Regions from separate parts of the Anas platyrhynchos genome. Here region 2 is linked to region 1. Evidence: chromatin contacts called from public Hi-C data. All regions are on one chromosome and are shown on one strand. Each heading gives the region's core, a stretch centred on a gene start, on an enhancer-like site or on the middle of the called end of the contact. The rest is flanking DNA. Distances are from core to core; before and after follow the strand shown. Region 1 overlaps FANCA (FA complementation group A). Region 2 holds the start of CPNE7 (copine 7).

Evidence for each region. Hi-C and Micro-C count contacts between places; a contact is called where the count stands out from the background.
Region 2: a contact with region 1 is called in a Hi-C map of liver, with 5 times the contacts expected there. The contact joins the promoter of CPNE7 here to the enhancer-like site in region 1. A contact is called at or near these places in 2 of 8 Hi-C or Micro-C datasets (liver and skeletal muscle).

What each region holds. Positions count from the first base shown.
Region 1 is chr12:1,400,249-1,407,272 of IASCAAS_PekinDuck_T2T, reverse strand. FANCA (FA complementation group A) reads right to left here. Exons shown (of 43, transcript XM_072043973.1): 39 at 4,294-4,399; 40 at 3,805-3,880; 41 at 3,285-3,441; 42 at 2,955-3,047; 43 at 2,247-2,513. The coding sequence ends at 2,409. ZNF276 (zinc finger protein 276) reads left to right here. Exons shown (of 11, transcript XM_027466411.3): 7 at 1-18; 8 at 98-173; 9 at 645-762; 10 at 1,028-1,127; 11 at 1,542-2,225. The coding sequence ends at 1,827. Among named protein-coding and RNA genes, the nearest start is that of ZNF276, 8.6 kb to the left of the region's middle. Within about 2 kb of position 3,327, at least 1 of the 8 cell types and tissues checked has an H3K27ac peak or open chromatin away from gene starts, as enhancers often do.
Region 2 is chr12:1,442,043-1,449,066 of IASCAAS_PekinDuck_T2T, reverse strand. It overlaps CPNE7 (copine 7), which reads left to right and starts at 3,227. Exons shown (of 16, transcript XM_027466415.3): 1 at 3,227-3,486; 2 at 4,180-4,671; 3 at 5,990-6,172; 4 at 6,246-6,320; 5 at 6,588-6,662; 6 at 6,998-7,024. The coding sequence starts at 4,447. It overlaps RPL13 (ribosomal protein L13), which reads left to right. Exons shown (of 6, transcript XM_027466423.3): 5 at 921-977; 6 at 1,719-1,919. The coding sequence ends at 1,877.

The DNA of each region.
Region 1 (7,024 bases), core at 2,078-4,577:
AAAAATCAAATGTGAAAGGTAATAAAAGAGCAGGGTGTGGCGGGGCGGCGGCGCTGGCTCCCGGCACGCCGGCTGACAGCAAGCCTCTGCTTTGCAGGGAGGAGCTGCCCACCATTTACAAGTGTCCTTACCAGGGCTGCACGGCTGTCTACAGAGGGGCCGACGGCATGAAGGTAGGTTCAGGGCTTGTTCCTATTCCAAACCTGCAGCTTTGGGTGTTGTAGAGCAGCGTTCGTACGAGGGGCAGGTCTGGGACTTGTGGTTCACCGTCTGGCTTTGCAGGGGGGTGAGCGCCTGGGTGAGTCACCGAAGGGAGCAATCTGTCCAGCGTCCCTGGCCTTTTTCTGTGCTTCCAAAAGGAAAAGGAGCTGCTGTGGCTCAGCGCGCTCCTCCTGTTCTGGAAGCCTGCCACTGGCTCGGCAGCAGCCCTTGGAACGAGCTGGGCTGTGTGCTGTTTAGTCCCCGCTGCCAGCGATGGATTTGGATGCAAGGCTGGTTTTTCACAGCAAAACGGTGACGGTGTGCAAGGCTGCCAGGCTGGGGGTCTCGTTTCTTGGGGGTTGTTTTCTTTTCCTGTGCAGAAAAAATTCAGCCTCGATCTCTGCTTTAAGGCGAGCAGTTAGAACCCTGTCCTTCCTTCCCAGAAACACATCAAAGAGCATCACGAAGAAGTTCGGGAGAGGCCCTGTCCTCATCCGGGCTGCAACAAGGTGTTCATGATTGACCGGTACCTGCAGCGGCACGTGAAACTCATTCACACAGGTGGGTCTGCAGGGTTCTGATCGCATGGGGACTGAGCAGTGCCAGCTGATTCATTGTGCAAGGCTGCTGGGCGCTGTAGCAAGGCTCTGTGGGGGCTGCAGAGCTGTCGTCCTGACACGTAAGCCTGTAACGAGCCATCGTGTGGGGGATTTGAGGCAGGGGGAGGAATTCAGCTTCCCCCAGTAACTGTGGGCAGCTGTGTGTGTGTGTTTCATGCGCTAAGAAAGCAGCAGCACCAACCACTCTTTGCTTGTTTCCATCGCAGAGGTACGGAATTATATCTGTGATGAATGCGGGCAGACCTTTAAGCAACGCAAACACCTCTCGGTCCATCAGATGCGGCACTCAGGAGCAAAGCCCCTCCAGTAAGTGCACGTTATCATTTATTCATAGCTAAAAAAAGGGACGGAAGGCATCAGGAAGCTCTGCTGAGCTCTTCCTGTCCTTAGCACAGCGTAATTCCATGCCCCCAGCCCTGTGTGTGGCACTTCAAGTGTTCATCCACTTGTGCAGTGTGTGCCCCTGCTCCAGGGCATCCGTTTGTTGAACAGGTCTTAGTCCTTCTGTCCCTGTTTAGTAGGTGACTGCTCAGCTCTAGGTGTGAGGGTAAGGGCGTTGCTTGACCAGGGCAGCTTTAGGAGGTGCTATGAGCCAGCCCCTGAGGCTGTGGTGTTCGTCTCATGCAGCCCCAGCTCCTGATCAGCACAGCCCCACGTGGGGGGCCTGTCCCTGTGCCAGACAGCTTGTGCTGGGTGCTGAGCCCCTGCCTTGCCTTGCAGGTGTGAAATCTGCGGGTTCCAGTGCCGGCAGCGCGCGTCGCTCAAGTACCACATGACCAAACACAAAGCCGAGACGGAGCTGGAGTTTGCCTGCGACCAGTGTGGGAAGCGCTTCGAGAAGGCCCATAACCTTAATGTCCACATGTCCATGGTGCACCCTCTGACCCAGACTCAGGACAAAACCAAGCCACTGGAGCCAGAGCCTATTCTCCTCCTAAATACTTCAGGGACTTCAGAGAGCCAGGCAGTAAAGCCAGAAGTGACTGCACAGCAGGAGCCCACCTGAGGGGGACGGGGCAGCGTTCCCAGTCCAGCCCTGTAGAAACCATACAGCAGAGTGGAGATTTTTAATTTACGTTTTAGTCTCCAAAGAACTCAGTGGAATTAGCTTCAGCTTGCTCAGAAAAAGCTTGTTATCATGCTGTGATTCTCCATGCTCACGTCTGATTCAGCAGTGTTGTACTAAGAGTCTGTCTAATCCCAGGGGAGTGGATGTTTGGCAGCACCCCTTTGTTGTCCCCCTTCTCCCCGTGCACACAGTTGTAGAAGCAGAGTTGGCCCACAACTGTTACCAACCTGCACAAGCTGCTGCCTGTGCAGTATTGCCTGCAGGTGGCTGTAAGGGTACCTAGGACAGTGGAGCAACTTTGAGCAGATGTTTTGTTTTGGTTTAAAAAAAGAAAAGATTCCCAAAGTAAGTCTAAATTGAAATTTGTAACCTACTTTTTATTGTAACAAGAGCTTCATGGTTATGCTTGTAATAAATTATTTACAAAGTAATTGGAAAGAAACAGCACTGGTGAGAAAAGAGAGGTAGCAGCGGGGCTGTCCCTTGTCCCCAGTCAGCGTGGTGGCACTGCCTGGCCCTCAAAACAGGACCAGCTCCTCGTCCAGGTCCAGGGCTGCAGCTGGCCTCGAGCGATGCAGGATGGCTCCCAGCTCGGGGTCAAGTTGGTCACAGGCAGCTAGTAACTGTGGAGAGGGCAGGTGGCTGGTGTTAGGGCTGCTCTTGCTTCCTCAGAGCAAGTTACAGCAACCCCTGTGAGTTGTGCAGGCAGCTGCTGCTGGCTGCTGCAGCAATCAGGGGCTGCAGGCAGCCAGCACCGTGCGTGTGGGAATTGCAACACCAGCCCCGTAACCGTGCCTGGCACTTTCCGTAAGATCAAGCATTAAGCAAGAGTGCGTGAGGGTAATGTTTAACGGAGCTGAGACGGAGCCCGCAGCAGGGGAGCGGGACGGCAGCGGCTATAGCACTGGTCCAACAGCAGGTGTCTACTGCTCCAACGCATGGTACAGCAGCACGCTGCCTGCTGCTGGGAGAGCAAGTTAAGTGTGGCAAGAAAGGCCACACAAAGCTGGTGCTGCTCAGACATGGGGCTCTCAGACTGGGAGGAGAGAAAACACTCAACGCACCGGTCCTAGGTTCCCAAAGCTTCTGGCAGGGCAGCGAGGAATCGCAGCACGCAGGAACCGACGGGCCTTGGAGATCACCTCCACGGGATCCCCCTGAGGAACAGACGAGGTGAGGCACAGCAGCGGGGCAGCTGAGGGTTCAGGCACCAGCAGCACCTGCAGCCTCTCAGCCCAGGCTGGGAACAAGCTGCCTGCCAAAGGCATCTCCATGTGAACCCACAGCTTTGTACAGGAGAGTGAGAACCAGAGGGATGCTGCAAGCAGCAGGGGGAAGGGAAAAGGGATAGGATTCAGAGTTAGGAGAGGAAAAAAAGACTGAGCTTCACTCACGTGCTCCACAGGGTCTTGGCCTTGTCCCACCTGGTCAGACTGAGGCAGGTCCTTCCCTTCCACAAAGAGCTGAAGCAGCTGGAGGTAGAGGTCGAGCGCCACGTAGAGGAAGAGCTGCTCTCTAGCAAGCAGCTCGTGGTCAAAGGCAGGGGTGAGGCTGTGGGAAGTCACACATGTGTCCAGTCAGCGCCAATTCCACCTTAGTTTCTAACAGCAAGACACGAGGTAAATCCAGGCAGTGCTCCTGCTGCCCTCTGTTTTACAAGTGCCACTGCGTGCAGGGCCACCCCCTGCCAGGAGCAATAATGCAGCCAGGGACACTGAAGGACAAAGATGAAGGGAAACTTCTAGCGAAAGAGACAGGGGTTCTAAAACAGTCGCCCTGTCATGATCCAGTGTTTTCTCCTGCACAGCTAACACAGGAGCTCAGCTCACCACCGGGCCTGCTGCTGTGCATGGCAGCCACCAGCCACATCCTCCCTCACAAGCACATTCCTGCACCCAGCAGGACATCCCTTACCTGTAGAACGCGAGAGGCAAGAGCCGGCTGTGGCAGGCTGAGGCCGCGCTGTGCAGGACAAAGTATTTTCTGGAGCCTGTAACAACCAGAGAGAAGCACTGAGCATCTGCAGCGGTCCTCACCCTACCTCGTGTACTGCTACAGCAGCGCAGGGGCTGCACGGCTTCCTTCCAGCCCACGCTAAACCCTGACACCTGGGTGTGGTGACATGGAGAAGACAGCTAGAAGACAGCTGTTCCCTCTTAGTATTGTTTCATCTGGTGGAGAAAGCCTGAGTTTCAGCCAGCTCTACCCCTCAGCCGGGTCACCGTACTGTAGGGTAGAAGCAGGATGTTCTCAGCCTTTACTGAAGCAATTTTTTTTTTTTCCCATGCAGCTCACAAAGGCTCAACAGTTCCTCCTTACAAAGCACATTCATTAATCAAAGAGAGCAGTACTGTCCAGCACTAAACCCCAACTTTCCATCCCTCGGAGGCAGGACTCGCTCACCTTTTTCTGCTGACTGGAAGAGAAGTGGCCAGGACGCGCCCCTCTCTTCCAGGCACTGCAAAATCTCCAGGGACCATTCCAGAGAGGTCTGAAAGTCCACGCCCTCCTGGGAGTCAGAAAGGACAGATCACCTTAGGTTTTAGTTGCATCAAAGCAGAAGTCCCAGTAAGAGATCACGCACATGACATGCTCTCGTAAAGGACCTTCAGGAATTTAGCCCAAGCCTTTCCCCTTGCCTGGGGGCCTGGGTTCCTCCCGGGGCCACCAGGCCCTTGTGCAATGCAGGGACTTCATCACAACAGGGGCAGGGGAAGCAGTACGGGTGTGCTGGTGACAAGCTGGTTGCTCACTTCCTAGCTGTGCTCCACAGAGTCCCTGCGAGTCCTGCACCTACCCCACCCTGTTGCCTGTAGGAGACTTTTCCCCTCTAACCTCTCCAGTGAGGACAAGCCCCGGGAGGGTTTTTTGCATTGCTCATTTTCCTTGGAACAACCTCCCGTATCTGTTTGCTCAAGAGATTTCTTTCCTCAATGACTCTTCCTCCAGACTCCCCCCGTGAAAGACGATGAGATCAAATGATTATTTTTAGCTTGAATCTGCTCCCTGATCCAATCTGCTAGCTGACTACACCAATGGTTGCACTTCAAAGCTGAGAAGACAGCAAAGGGACAGAAACGCATTCATAGGCAGGAGGGTGCTTAGGGCAGAGAGCTGCTGAAAGGAACTTGTTGTTTTTGCTCTCCCATTTCAGAGCACTAAATCATTCAGAAACCCGTGTTCCTCCTTGTTAGGGACTCTTCGTTGTGAAATTCCGTGTGTGTTTCTGGCCTGAGGAAAAGCCTCTTTCAACAAACGTGCAATGCCACACAAACGCCAAGAGATAGATACGAGGTTCCAGCACTACCTGGAGGTGTAAAGTCTGAGCAGGAAACTGAGAATAAATAGCAAGTCATTCAGAAATAAAAGCTCCTGCAGTGACAGGGCAGATAACATCAGATAGAAGAAAATACACATTCAATCTGATATGAACAGAAAGGCTTTCAGCAGGCTCTGTCTGGGACGCTGCAGATCCCTTCCTTCTGGCAGAACAAGCTACCAGCCTTCTGAGTACTGGTACAAAGCACTTCTAGGCAGCAAACCGAGCCGATCAGATGCATTTACAGAATCACAGAATCTCTAGGTTGGAAGAGACCTCAAGATCATCGAGTCCAACCTCTGACCTAACACTAACAGTCCCCACTAAACCATATCCCTAAGTTCTACATCTAAACGTCTTTTGAAGACTTCCAGGGATGGTGACTCAACCACCTCCCTGGGCAGCCTGTTCCAATGTCTAACAACCCTTTCAGTAAAGAAATTCTTCCTAACATCTAACCTAAAACTCCCCTGGCGCAACTTTAGCCCATTCCCCCTCGTCCTGTCACCAGGCACATGGGAGAACAGGCCAACCCCCATCTCGCTAGAGCCTCCTTTAATATACTTATACAGAGTGATAAGGTCACCCCTGAGCCTCCTTTTCTCTAGGCTGAACAAGCCCAGCTCCTTCAGCCGCTCCTCATAGGACTTGCTCTCCAGGCCCCTCACCAGCTTCGTCGCCCTTCTCTGGACCCGCTCAAGCACCTCGATGTCCTTCTTGTAGCGAGGGGCCCAGAACTGAACACAGTACTCGAGGTGCGGCCTCACCAGAGCCGAGTACAGGGGGACGATCACCTCCCTAGCCCTGCTGGTCACAGTGTTTCTGATACAAGCCAGGATGCCGTTGGCCTTCTTGGCCACCTGAGCACACTGCTGGCTCATATTCAGCCGACTGTCCACCATCACTCCCAGGTCCTTCTCTGCCTGGCAGCTCTCCAGCCATTCCTCTCCCAGCCTGTAGCTCTGCTTGGGGTTATTGCGCCCCAGGTGCAGGACCCGGCACTTGTCCTTGTTAAACTTCATACAGTTGACCTCAGCCCATCGGTGCAGCCTATCCAGATCCTCCTGCAGAGCCTTCCTACCCTCAAGCAGATCGACACACGCACCTAGCTTGGTGTCATCTGCAAACTTACTGAGGGTGCACTCAATGCCCTCATCCAGATCATTGATGAAGATGTTAAAGAGGACCGGCCCCAGCACCGAGCCCTGGGGGACGCCACTAGTGACTGGCCTCCAACTGGACTTGGCTCCATTTACCACAACTCTCTGGGCCCGGCTATCCAGCCAGTTTCTAACCCAACGAAGCGTGCGCCAGTCCAAGCCAAGAGCAGCCAGTTTCTTGAGGAGAATGCTGTGGGAAACGGTGTCAAAAGCCTTGCTGAAGTCAAGGTAGACCACATCCACCGCCTTTCCCTCGTCCACCCAGCGCGTCACTTTGTCGTAGAAGGAGATCAGGTTCGTCAAGCAGGATCTGCCTTCCATAAACCCATGCTGACTGGGCCTGATCGCCTGCTTGCCCTTCAAGTGCCGTATGATGACTCCCAAGAGGATCTGCTCCATGAGCTTCCCTGGTACTGAGGTCAAACTGACCGGCCTGTAGTTCCCCGGGTCTGCCCTCCGGCCCTTCTTGTAGATGGGCGTCACGTTTGCTAGCCGCCAGTCAGCTGGGACCTCCCCCGATAGCCAGGACTGCTGATAAATGATGGATAGGGGCTTGGCCAGCTCCTCTGCCAGTTCTCTCAGTACCCTTGGGTGGATCCCATCCGGCCCCATCGACTTGTGCACATCCAAGTGCCGTAGCAGGTCACCAACCAGT
Region 2 (7,024 bases), core at 1,978-4,477, 42 kb before region 1:
TGAAACACGGTGCCATGTTCAAGCTGCCTTCAGTCTCTGGGAGAGCCTGTGAGCCCCGAGCTGCTTAGCCACGGTGCTGCCTGCCGAGCTGGGCCGTTCTCAAGCAGCTTTCAGAACGGGGGCAGGATGGTCTCTGGAATCTTTCACTGCCTGGTTGAGCACGAGTTCTGCTGAACGTGTCAGCTTCACGGTTTTTAAGTCAGGAGGGTGCTGCCAGTCCACAAGTCAAGGTGGAGAGCACAGGTGTGGACGTGAGGATTATGAGATTGAAACTTTCTGAATCTTGGATGCGTCTAAATAAAATGGATTTTTCCAAGCTGCTGTGAGTAGCACACAGACTGCCGAACCCAGTTTGTTCCAGCTGTAAACTGGCTAGCAGCACAGACTGGGAGCTTTCTAAATTCAGCCCAGCTTTCAGGTTGTCCACTGCAGCCTGTTTCCAATCCCAGAACGTAAAGGTAGTTGTGTCTGGAATCATGTTTCAAATTAGTTTAATCAGCTATCTGAAATAAAGTTTAATGATGGTTGTTGATGCAGTAGCTGCACAAGGAGCTGCAGTTAGCTGTGGAAGGAACTGCTGAAGAACACGCTGAGCAGCCAAACTAAAAATGGCTCAGTGGACTTCACCTTTTTTTCCAGCTGGCAGAGCTCTGAGAGGCCGCAGCTCCGCTGGCCGGATCCAGCCTCCCTGGTAGCCAGGCAGAGCTCACCGGTGCGGCGTGTGGGTGCCAAGAGCTCCTGCAGCTGCGCGGGTGAAATGCTGAACTCGCTGCCATCGCTGCTAAGCCTGCGGTCAGAGTCGTCATCAGCGTGTTTGGGCTGGGAGCTCGCGTTAAAAACATGTTTTGGATGCAGGCACCAGGCTGGGAAGCGTACGTACCCGGTTCTAAATGATGTTTTTTCCCTCTCTTGTTATGCAGGCTGAGGAACTCAAGATGGCGACTCAGCTGTCTGGACCAGTTATGCCAATTAGGAACGTAAGTGAAGCCCTAAATCGTGTTCTGTGTGTGAGGGAATTCAGGCTGGGATTTATGGGGGAGGATTCTTGTCATAGTTACGGGTTGCTGGCTTCAGACACTTCCCCTCCTGGATGCACAAACAAAAACCCAACACGTCCAGCTCTACCCTCATTTATTTTTTAATCAACTGAGAGAAGTCCTTAGGTGTGAGCTGTGTAGAGGAGAGCTCTTGGCACCAAGCTTGGGGTCAAGTCAAGATAAATTGGAGAAGGATGATCCTATATTCTGCTTCTGCCCTAAATCACATGGGAAGGACGTAGCTATGCACACCCCCAGAGAAGGCCAGGGTGGAACCTGCCCGGTAGCCCCCAGATGGCAGTGCCCCCAGCACATTTGGGGTGTGTTGGCTGTCGGGGCCGGGCAGGTTGCGAGGTCACCGTCTTTAAAACCCTCGCTAATCGTGAGATTGTTGATAGCGTGCCACGAACCTGACTCAGATTTCGTTTTGCGCTTGTTTTTCCCTGGTATTTGCTGCTCGTCTGCTGATGTGCGCTGGCAAATTAGGAGCTGGTTGAAATGAGGTGTCTGGTGGAGTGATGATAAGGGCAGGGCCTCCAGATTGCACAAATTCTGTATTCTTAACAGCATCCTGGAGCCAGTGGTAAAAATGTAGCGAGATTAATTGCGTTAAGCCTTAAATACCGTCTTCTCTGGCAGCCTCTGATGTGCGGTCTGACTGCTGGGCTCTCTTCCCCCCAGGTTTTCAAGCGGGAGAAGGCCCGCGTTATCACCGAGGAGGAGAAGAACTTCAAGGCCTTCGCCAGCCTGCGCATGGCCCGGGCCAACGCTCGCCTCTTCGGGATTCGGGCAAAACGTGCCAAAGAAGCGGCAGAGCAGGACGTGGAGAAGAAGAAATGAACTGTTTGCAGCAGAACTGCCAATAAAAAATGTAGAAACGGAGCCGTGTGGTGTCTTCTTAGGGCAGACACAGCACCGAGCTGCCCTGGAGCTTCTCCTGGTGCCTGTACCAGTGGTGGGCAGCGTGGAGGAGCTCAGCCAGGCTCCAATCTGATCAGAACCTCCGAGCTTCCTGGCAGCGAGGGAAGGAGGCACCTCGCCTCTGTGCTGGAGGGTGATTTTTGTTGTCAGGAACAACGGGATCAGAGCTTGCTCCTGCCTGGAGCTGTCCCCAGCCCTGCCCTGCTCCTGCCTGTGCCGGGGGGGTCCAGGGCCCCTCCCTGGGAAGCCCTGGCCCTGCCCCAAGCTTTCCCTGCTCTGTTTGTGTTCCCTTGCAGCGAGCTGTCAAACCCTGGGGCTGTGGGCAGGAGGAAGCCGAGGCTCAGAAGTGGGGTCCCTGTGGGGTCCCTGCTCCCACATTTGGGGTGTGTGGGGCTGTGCTTGCTGCCGCTGGCCGCTGGGTGGAGCCGGGCCCCAGCCCTGTGCTCGCTGTCACCCGGCCCTGCAGCTGCCTCACCCCAGCGCCTCGCACTCACCCCACAGCCCTTTTTAAACCATTTCTCCAGGGCAATCCCTCACTGCTGGGGCTCTGCCCCATCCCTGCAGCTCCCCGGGGCTCTGCCAGCCGTGTCCCCTCCGCCTGCTGCGGTCACGGGGCCGTGGGCTCCGTCCCGCTCCGGGGAGCGCTCGCTGGCTGCGGGCTGGCTAAGCACTTCTGGGGCAGTGCTGCTCCCGTGCTGGGATAATTGAACCATTCGTATTCATTAATGGGGTGATGACAAACTCAGGGCTCCAGCAGCAGAGGGCTCGGGCGCAGGGCTGGGAGCTGGGGCGCTCAGCATTGGGGTGCTGCAGTGGGCACGGCGCGGGGAGGGGGTGTCCTACTTCTGCCAACCAGGCTGGGGATTAGCTCCCGGAGCCCAGGCCCTGCAGTGCCCTCCCGCTCGTTAGCCCTCCCTGCATTTAATCCCTCCGAACGCCGGCTAATTACATCATCCCTCACGCAGCCGAGCTGACAGCGCTGCAGTGCTCCAGGGACGGGTGGGGTGTGGGGGCAACCCCAGACCAGGACGGGGGCTCCAGCACTGGGGGCTTGGGCACGCCATGACCCCCCTGTTGGGGCAGGGACAGCTCCAGTGGGGGACACAGGGGGACAGGGACACACAGGGGATGGGACAGGCCTCGGGCACCCCATGGGGAGTGATAAGGGGTCTGTGGGGTGCATGGAGCAAGGGCTGTGCCAGGCAGGGTGCAGGGGGGCTGGATGGAGGTGCCCCCAGCGCTGTGCCGTGCGCCCTGGCGTGGCCACCTGTACCGGGGACCCCCGAGGCACCACGGAGCCCCCGTGCCCACAGGCGGGCTCTGCTCCGGTGCCGGCAGCGAGGCAGTTAACGGAGATTGTAGTCTCCCTCTTAGGGCTCCGCTCCCGAACTGCAGCTTGAGTCAGTTGTGTGGAGGTGGCAGCGGCGGCAGCTCCGGCTGGCACACCGGCTCCGGCTGGCACACCGGCTCCGCCAGCCACGCCAGCCCTCGGCCGGCCCCACACGGCTCCCGGGCCACCAGCACCCAGGTGAGGGGGGCAGCTGGGCAGGGCAGGGGGCTCTGAACCCCTTTGCTGGGGGATGCCGAGCGGTGCCACGGTGCCGGGGAGGGGACGGTGCCCACCGGAGCCATGTGCCGGGGAGGGCAGGGCCCTGAGCGACTTCGTCGGGAAACTTCGGTCAGGAGGCACCAGCTCCGGGCACCGGGTGGGGGGCGGCTCTGCCCCAGCCTCAGCGTGTACTGGGTGCAACTGGGGGCTGTGGATGGGGGCAACGAGCCTAGGAATGGGATGGGATGGGAGCAGGGATGGGGATGGGGTGGGGTGGGGATGGGGTGGGGATGGAGCGGCAGAGCCAACGTTGCAGCATCGCCTGGCTGAGCCCTGCCAGCACCCCGGTGGAGCACGGCAGCTCCGTGTCCCCAGCACTGGGAGCAGCAGGGCGGAGGGTGTCCCTGTGTCCCCCCCCGGGCAGTGACCACCCCGTCACCCCAGGGTGCAGGGGCTGGGCGGGGAGGTTTTGTTCTCCTGCACAAGGAGCGGGATCGGGGCTGGGGCTGCGGGCACCTTGTGGGGTGAGGCTGGGGGCAGAGCTGGGCACGGCCCCACAAGATCCACCCTGGGGGTCCAGTGAGTGCACAGGGGCAGAGCCGTGCCCGAGGGGCTGCCTGTTTGGGGGTGCCCCAGCTCCAGCTCACCCCACGGTGCTCTGACACCTCGCAGGGCCACCACCGGGGCTGGAATCCACCTCCGCACCTCGGAGAGGGTCCCTCAGGTCCCCAGCACCCACCGGGCCGCCTCACCCCTCTCTCCTCCTGCGCCCCTGCTCCGTGAGCCCCCCAAACCTCTTCCAGCGCCCTCCACCACCAGGGACCTGTGCCCGGGCTCCAGCCGCACTCCTGGCACCGCGGGGCCCCGTGCCCCGGGCATGAGGGTCACCAGCCTGCTGCGCTGACAGCCAGGAAGGCAGCGGCCGCCCCGTCCCCCCGCATGCCCTTCACCCACGGTGCCGCCTGCCCCCCGTCACGCCTGGCAGCCCCCCGTGCTGCTGCCACCATGGGCGAAGCGCCCGAGCCCTCCTCCCAGGCGCCGCTGGCCGTGCTCTCCAAGGTGGAGCTGCGGGTGAGCTGCAAGCACCTCCTGGACCGCGACACCCTCAACAAGTCGGACCCCTGCGTCCTGCTGCTCATGCAGTCCCAGGGGCAGTGGGTGGAGGTAGGCAGGGCAGGGTGCTGGGCACAGGGATGGGGGCACCGGGATGGGGACGGGAGCGGAGACAGCCCTAGGATGGCCACGATGTCCAGCGGGGCCGAGGGCAGGGCAGGAGCTGGCGGCAGAGCGGGGAGCGAGGTGCAAGGTGCAGGAACTGACTTAGGGTGGGGTGTAGGGAGCAGGGCTGGGCGCAGGCGCAGGCTGCGGGGTGCAAGGTGCAGGGCTCGGGGTGCAGTGAGGTGAAGGACGCGGGGTGTGAGGGACGCGGGGTGTGAGGGACACGGGGTGTGAAGGGCAGGGCCCGGTGCTCCGGGTGCTTTGGGATGCTCGGGCGGTGCACGGGGACGGTGCAGAGCCCTGGCTTGGAGTGAGACCCCCAGGACCTGGTGGCTCTGGCGGCACCAGGGGACGGGGTGCTCACGGTGTGGGGGTCCACATGGGCTCAGCCACCCTGTGCCAGGGTTTTTTGATGCGCTGGCCACCCCTGGGGTGCATCAGGGTTTGGGGGCTGCTGTGTCCCTGCTGGGGCTGGGGCTGGCTCCATCCCATGGCTGCCCCCAGCTCAGCTCCTGCCTGGCTCCAGCAGCTCCGCGCTCGCTAATCACCGCTGCTCAGCCGGCAGATTTAGCGCTAAATCCCTCTGCGTGTAATTGACTCTGCTCGCCCGGGCTGGAGCCAGAACCGGAGCCAGGGCGGGCGGCGAGGGGCCCCGTGCCAGCTTGGGGATGCGGCACCCCCAGGCTGTGCCGTGCCATCGGGGCCGTGCTGGGCGAGGGCCACATCCCAAGGGCAAGAGGACCCCTCCTGGGCTGCGTTTTGGTCCCCACCCGTGGCAGCGGGCAGGGCTGGTGGGCAATGGGGGACCCTCACTGGGACTCATCCCCGTGCCCAAACAGAGCCATGGAAAAGGTGGGCCAGAGCCCGAGCATCGCCTCGATGCAGCCCCGGTGATGTGGGGTCTGCCCCAGAGGGAGAGGTGCCTCAGCACCCAAGGGTGGCACCCAGGGGCACCTCTCCCTCCTGCGCCAGCACTGCCACCAGCCCCAAATCCGTCCCCGAGCTGGCTCCCGCCCCGGGTACAATCCCACCACAGCGACGCAGTGAGCCAGGGGCTTGAGCTGATTTAAGGATGAATTTCAGTGAGACGAGTGTGGAGCAGTTCTGCTTCTAAGGGCGAAATCCCCATTTTTTCGGGGGGAAGGCATGCCCGGAGCTCCCACGGGCACGGTTTGAGGAGCAGCCAGCACCCGCCCGCTGGGACCTGGGGGGCAGCCCCTTGGTGCCAAGTGGTGGGGCTGGCGGAGCCCCCTCTGCCCCGCAGGTGGACCGCAGCGAGGTGATCAAGAGCAACCTGAACCCCGTCTTCGCCAAGATCTTCACGGTGGATTACTACTTCGAGGAGGTGCAGAAGCTGCGCTTCGAGGTGTACGACAGCCACGGGCACGCCGGCGTCGGCACGCACGACGATGACTTCTTGGGGGGCATGGAGTGCACCGTGGGGCAGGTGAGCCCCCCGCCGGGACCCCCCGCTCACCGGTGGGATGATGTCCCCTCCCCGAGCCCACCGTTTTTTGCAGATCGTGGCGCAGAAGCGGGTGACGAAGCCGCTGTTCCTCAAATATGGGAAATTCGCAGGGAAATCCACCATCACGGTGAGCGGCCGGGCTGGGCTGCGGGTGGCAGCGGGGTGGCACTGAGTGGGGCACACATGTGGGGGGACCCCAGTGACCCTCCTCCCATCCCAGCCATATATCCAGTTGCCCCACGCATCCCAGATGGATTGGGGTCCCCCTGGTAGCTGCTACCCACCCTGGGGGTCCCCATGGTGCCAGGAGGCGCGTGGAGGATGGGAGGGAAGGAGGGCAGGGGGACAACACCACGCCGGGTGCTGAGCACCCCACGGGCACCTCTCCCTGCAGGTCATCTCCGAGGAGATCTCGGGGAACAACGGCTACGTGGAGCTGGCGTTTCGGGCCAAGAAGCTGGATGACAAGGTGGGATGGGATGGGATGGGATGGGATGGGGATGGGGATATGGGATGGGATGGGGATATGGGATGGGATGGGATGGGATGGGGATGGGATGGGATGGAATGGGATGGGATGGGGATGGGATGGGATGGGATGGGACGGGATGGGACGGGATGGGATGGGATGGGATGGGATGGGATGGGGATGGGATGGGATGGGATGGGATGGGATGGGATGGGATGGAATGGGATGGGATGGGGATGGGATGGGATGGGATGGGATGGGATGGGATGGGATGGGATGGGATGGACGGGACAGCCGGTTCTCTGCTCTGTCCTGTCCCACCCTCTCCCCTCCAGGACCTCTTCAGCAAGTCCGACCCCTTC